Linked DNA regions of Zea mays: region 2 is linked to region 1. Evidence: chromatin contacts called from public Hi-C data. All regions are on one chromosome and are shown on one strand. The core of a region is the stretch at or near the end of the contact, and the rest is flanking DNA. Distances in the headings are between cores, read along the strand shown.

Region 1 (3,250 bases), core at 725-3,224:
ATAGTCAACTGTCTGGTACGTATTCTTGTACTGAAAATTGAGAAACAGATGGAATGAAACCTGTATGTGTCATCAACAACTTTTGCCACCGCCTCCCTTGTAAGAGCATTTTTCCTTCCCCATCCATGATGGCGTTGACCTGCAAAAGGCAAATAAAGCTTAAGATCCAGATTTCATGGAAAGAACGAACTTAGTAGTTCAGAAGAAGAAAATGTGAACTAGCTGATGCTCTAAAACAGAAGAGGTTTTTTATTGACCAATCATCAGCTCAAGGACAAATAAAGAAATGACCTATAGTGAACTACAATGGCACAGTTGTGCATAACAAAACCTACTGGCTTGAGCACAACTGAAAAAGTAATGGTAACCAATATTGAACCATAAAAAAATGCAGCAGTTAAAGGCAACAATATAGGGGGGCAAATATGCAGGAAAACCCGCCATACCTTGCTCATCTGATAATTCTGCCAATACCCTGTCAACAAGGTCCTGTGATCAACGACTACAAAAATGGATCAGATACCACAAGTACAAAGCTGAGCCAAGTATAGTGAAGATGAGATTCTGATTGTGTTGGGGGGGGGGGGGGGGGGGAATGGTTCTGATTCCTGAAAATGCAATGCTGATGGATTGAACCCATGGTTACTGCCAAAGCGAGTTGTGCACAGCACTACAGCAAACAGACCCAACAACTATGTACTGCCAGATGGCTAGTTCACCCTGGAGGCTCGTATGCCATGCGCCACCATTCAGTTGCAATCCTACACATCCCGGAGTAGAAACAGAGTGTTGGAAAAGCTGAAATAATAGACCACAACAGTTGCTGACCTGCTTCTTTCCATGCTTCGGCAACCCCAGCTGATTTAAGATATCTTTGAGCTCCTTTATTCTAAAATACGCAAGTTTATCCTGTGACAAACAAGGGTCAACATGTGAGATATTCAAGAGTGCCGTTACACGTTGCTGCGCACGTGAAGTACACCGCCACACTTGCCATGTTTGATCCATGGACCAAAAAAACAGGACTACCAACTCTACAACGATTTATTAGGAGTGAATTTTGTCGGTTTGCCATGTGCAAGCTAGGAGTAGCTTGAATGAGTACTGCGTCATGTGACAGAAGGAACCAACACTAGCCTATCAATCAGTACAGTACATGAGGAGCTGATTCTGTTAGTTGTAAACCAAGCGCATAGTCTGCATGTTTATCACTTTAGAAAGTCTGAATAAAGAGACAACACAACAGAGAAGCTGCTTGTTCTTTTCGCAACACCAAAAACAGCCTCTGCTCTTCGTTTGTCTAGGTGAGATTGAGTGATCGTTGATTCATTCCAGTGCACAGATTCGCGTTGCCGGTATACATCGCCGGGACGTGAGCTCAACAGATTCGGTGGCTCAGGCAGCATAGAACACCTCCCAACAACACACACAGCCCCAAAACTCGGGGCTGGACTACGGCGGGCAGCAGATTAAGAGGCCGAACCGCAGTTGGAAATAAGGCAGTGGTGCCAGCAAGCGCTGGGAAAAACTAGGGTCCGAGCTCTCACTCTCTCAGCCAGCTCAGGCCCATCCATCCATCTAAACCTCGGCGCGGAATTAACCGCCGGGCGGCAGCGGGGCGGGAATCCCCCGGGGAATTCGAGGGGGAAATCGACAGGGATCAGGTGGCGAACTGGGCTCGGGCGGGCGTATACCTTGCTGGTGGAAGCGAGGTCCGACATGGCAGGCGCCCGCGCGAGGAGAACGCCCGGAGGGGCACGACCATGGGGAGGAGGCGATCGGGGCCCCGGGCGCCGGCAAGGAGATCCGGGGGTGCCGAATTCGCGGCCGCTGCTGCGGCGGGGCTCCCTCGCGTGGCGCCTCTGTGGCCTCCGCCGTATGCGTCGACGAAGGTTGCCTGGACGGGGGCGGGGTTTTCCTCTCTCACTCACTCTCTCTCCCTCTCTCCACCTCGCTCTTGTCTGCCTTGGCTCGCACGTGCTTGTGGGACGGGTTCGTCGAGAAGGAGAGGAAGAGAAAGAGGGGTTTCTCTCTCCTATTCTCAGCCCGTCAGCCGCCGCCGCGGCGGACGTTATCGGCCGCTGTCAAATCCGGTTTTTGGCGGGGACGTACGAATCCGCGACCCACCGAAGCCGGCGTGGGGGTTGGTTCGTTTTTACTGCTTAAACCGTGTCCTGTTCGTATTCCCATCTAAAATGGGATTGGGAACATATCAGGTGCAAACTAACTCATTTGTACAACCGTGCGAATTTCTAATCTAAATTATATAATGTTGATCCAATAAACGCAGGGACGTGGATAATTTTATACTTAACTGTCCGCTGCTAATCACACCTTTTCAAAATTCCCCTTCCCACTCCTCTGCGCGTTCCCTTGGATTAACATCATGTGTTCAGATTAGAAGTTTGCACGGTTGCACGGAGGAGTTGGTTTGCACCAGATACGTTCCCATCTAAAATAGTAAAAACTAATAACTTCATTCTTAACTAACTAAGTGCATGTGCGTTGCGACTGCACATAAATTGTTGAGGGAGATCTATGGCTGCTCGTCAAGGTCGATGATAGGCTATCGTTGCTGCTAGGCACCATCATCCGAATAAGGATAGAAGTATCCGGGATAGAAAGGAGCGTGAAGTTCTACACAAAACCAAACAGGTGTTTGGTGACTCTCATCTTGCGAAACACGATGAAGATAATCTTGCATGGATGACAAAGATAACATTAAAAAACTACAAGATTGATTAAGCTAAAGTAAACGCTCAACATCCACAGACAAGTATTGTAGTGCAGTGCACTTTAATACACAAACGCTCTCAATGCTCACCTCCGTCTGTAGTTCATAACACCTCATGCAAATTCGTCCCCTATCAAAGAACATGCTGAAGTAAAAAAAGTCTCGTATGATCCATCATCATTGACTGAAAAGTGAAATTGTAGGGTCACACCACACTATTTGTGATAGCATCATCGCTTGGTCATTCACACAAGTGAAAAATGGATTTGCGAGAGCAGTAAAAATAGAAGTGAGCAGCCGTCCATTTCATTGAAGACTTCATTTTACCAACAAAATAGTGGTATGGGCAGCTCGAAAACTAATTCTAAAACCTAAAATTTTGTGATACCCATGAACACCACCAATAAACACCACCAGGAGCGGGCTCAGACTTTGATTCTGGCAGCCGCGTCAATACCTGTCAGCGTAATTTGAGGCTGTTGTGCATCATTGCTCTATTTTTTATTATTTTCAACA
Region 2 (2,923 bases), core at 224-2,723, 670 kb after region 1:
CCCGCTTAAGATATCTCTCCAAATCTGTCCAAATCCCAGTTTTTAGAGAACTTCAAGCAAGAAAGGCCAAGAGACGGAATCAAAGGCTTTGGTGATGTAAGAGTCCTGGAAGCTAAGTCAGAGTGAAGGACACCATTCAAGGGTAGACTAAAGGAACAAAGACATATTCAACATGATCTGGTAATGGTATGAATTATACAGATCACCCATAAGGTCACTTTCACAAATCACAAAAATGGACATGATTGAAAATAACAGGTGATGTTCACAGGTGAAAGGGAGAGCACATGACCGGCAGCATCAACACATGCTTGTGGCTGACAGATGCAGAACGTCTCAGGACAGAGAGGGAAGACAAACAAACAGCAAAGAGGGACCATACTGTAGTAGGCTTAAATCTAATGATCTTCCTGCAGCAGAGCACCGTGTAGCTTGACCTCTTCCCCTACCAGTCTGCTCTGCATTTTAAATTTTAATAGTTTGCCAACTGCTTGCTATTTCTTTCCATATCACATTCTCACCTAATGGTTGGTATATTATGAAAATGTTAAGACGGGCATTGCCCCTTCACTAATGTGGCCTGCAGATAAATCACATGTGCACCTTATACTATGAAGAATTAACATAAAGCATACACATCCTGCGACCTTAACCTTACATACATATGTTGGCGAGATGAGCAGCCAGAGCCAGCCGAGGGAACAGACAGGAGGAGGGGGGTTACCTTCCCTACGAGGAATAGGGGGATGACGAACGCCGGGACGGTGGACACCAAGCCAAGGATCAGGTACTCCAGCTCCGTGAACCTCTGCACATGGCACAAGAAGCCAAGAACGGGTAGAAAGGTAAATAGTAATATATTAGACGTAGTTTATTCACCCGCTCCGATCACGTCGTCCAAGATCCAATCGAGAACCCGATCCATGGACCGGCCAACAACCAACCGAGAATCATGCGGCTGGCTACACAAGACGATGGTGACGAGATGGAGGAGCACCTCGTAGAGCTTGAATGGGACGACGACACCGAGGCAGAGCGTGAGCCAGAAGGGCGTGTAGAGCAGGAAGAAGGCCTCCCCCCAGCGCTTGCTGCCGTCCGCCGCCAACCACGCGCTCCTCTTCCCCGCGCCGCCGCCGCCCCTGGGCTTCGCCCCCGGCCGCCGCGCAGCTGCGAGAGGGAGGAGAGGAGAACCCCGCGGGTCAGATACGCGTGCGCGGGCCGCTCCTGGAAACAAGCGCGTGCGCGGGACCCACCCGCGCCTGCCATTGCCGGGCTGGTTCCGCTTGCACCTCCCTCCCGCAGGACGGCAGGGCGCCGGGAGAGGGATGATGGAATCGAATCGATAAATCGGAGGCTCGGAGCCGAACAGACCAGGCCACTGGCCACCGAGAGTGTAAGGGGGCGTTTGGTTGCCTTGTCCGGTGGTGCAGCTGCATCTACACATGCAAAAAGTAGTGTTTGTTTGGTTCGTTGTATCGCACGAGACAGGCTAGCACGGAACTTAAGGTCTGTTTGGTTCACTGCCTAACTTGCCATACTTTGCCTAACTTTTCTGTCTAAGGTTAGTTCTTCAATTCGAACGCCTAACCTTAGATAAAGTGTGGCGCAGTTAGCCACGAACCAAACAGGCCCTTAAAGCGCCGCGAGCCAGGCCCGGCAGAAACGCATCGCGCGGCCGCACGCGCGCGGCCAGGCTCCGCTCAGCCAGCTCTTTACTCGTGCACGCATATCGAGACACGTTTTTAATTGGTTTTTTCATTATATCGTCTAATTAAAAGATTTAATCACCGAACCGATTTCATATCCGCGTTCCTGACATTTTTGCGAACGAAACTAGACCACTCATACTATATATATTTCAAATAAAAAAATTACGTGATTAAGATTAATATATAATTAGTGTATATTAACATGTAATTAGTATCTATTAAGCAATTTACCATATAATTAGTGTCTATTAATAGATTTTTTAATTTATTTAACAATTTTTTTAACTCATGCACCATGTACTCATGCAAGCAACCAAACAACATCTCTTGTGAACCAGACTGGCCACATACACACAACCAAACACGCTATACTGCATGCACTCAGCCAGTCCAGTCTGAGCCAGGCTCACTAGATACGAGCCAGGCTCACCCATACAAGTAACCAAACGCCCCCTAAAGCGCAGTGCGTGTCCTCTCTCTCTCACTCTCAAAAAAAAAGGCGTAGTGTGTGTGGGCCGGGAGGGTCCCAGACTACTGCGCAATCAGAATGGCCCATCTTCTGGCCACTTCGATGTGTATCGACACTTTTTTTTTATTTAGCCTTGTTCACCAATCCGTACCGTTCTACGGAGTACTTATACTAAAAATTATATCAATTCAAGCGCTTTGCTTATACTTTGTGTATGTACATGCATGTCTTGTAGTTTATTCATGTCTATTTAACTTGGACTCTTTCAGTTGGCCTCTTGAAGCGCTTTGCTTTACAAAGTCAACTAGATTGGTTAGCTCTTCAAAGTTCAAACACAGTTCAAATAGTTTCTGGATAGTATAAGTTTTACAGCAGTCTAGTTCCATGTGGTGTGGAGTTAGAGAAGTTTATGGAATTACCTATCCGCCACTGATTATGTATGTAGCGGTTCGTTTCTTTCATTGAAGTAATAAATGTTGTGTAATTAAAAATACCAGTTCTTTTAATTTATTCTAAAACCCATTCAAGTAATGATTATTATGTAGTTAAAATGTCTAGGTTTAAGCTTTTGACTTAGCACGAGAGCTCGTCCTTTTCAATTTATGATGAAATTCGTTGAAGCAATAAGGTTGTTAAAAACAACGCTAGAAGGAGGGCTTGAACCTCCGACCTTGTGGTTAACAGCCACACGCTCTAACCAACTGAGCTATTCCAGCTTTGGTGATTTGAATAAACCCACAGCTAT

The links. Hi-C and Micro-C count contacts between places; a contact is called where the count stands out from the background.
Region 2: a contact with region 1 is called in a Hi-C map of ear, with 2.5 times the contacts expected there. The contact joins the promoter of LOC100283632 here to the promoter of LOC100381570 in region 1. A contact is called at or near these places in 3 of 25 Hi-C or Micro-C datasets (ear, endosperm and leaf).

Annotation. Positions count from the first base shown.
Region 1 is chr6:35,328,905-35,332,154 of Zm-B73-REFERENCE-NAM-5.0, forward strand. LOC100381570 reads right to left here and starts at 1,975. Exons shown (of 17, transcript NM_001361448.1): 1 at 1,695-1,975; 2 at 829-909; 3 at 447-489; 4 at 61-139. The coding sequence starts at 1,721.
Region 2 is chr6:36,002,515-36,005,437 of Zm-B73-REFERENCE-NAM-5.0, forward strand. It overlaps LOC100283632 (cycloeucalenol cycloisomerase), which reads right to left and starts at 1,474. Exons shown (of 8, transcript NM_001156533.2): 1 at 1,254-1,474; 2 at 998-1,167; 3 at 725-808. The coding sequence starts at 1,266. TRNAN-GUU (transfer RNA asparagine (anticodon GUU)) reads right to left here and starts at 2,894; the gene lies at 2,821-2,894.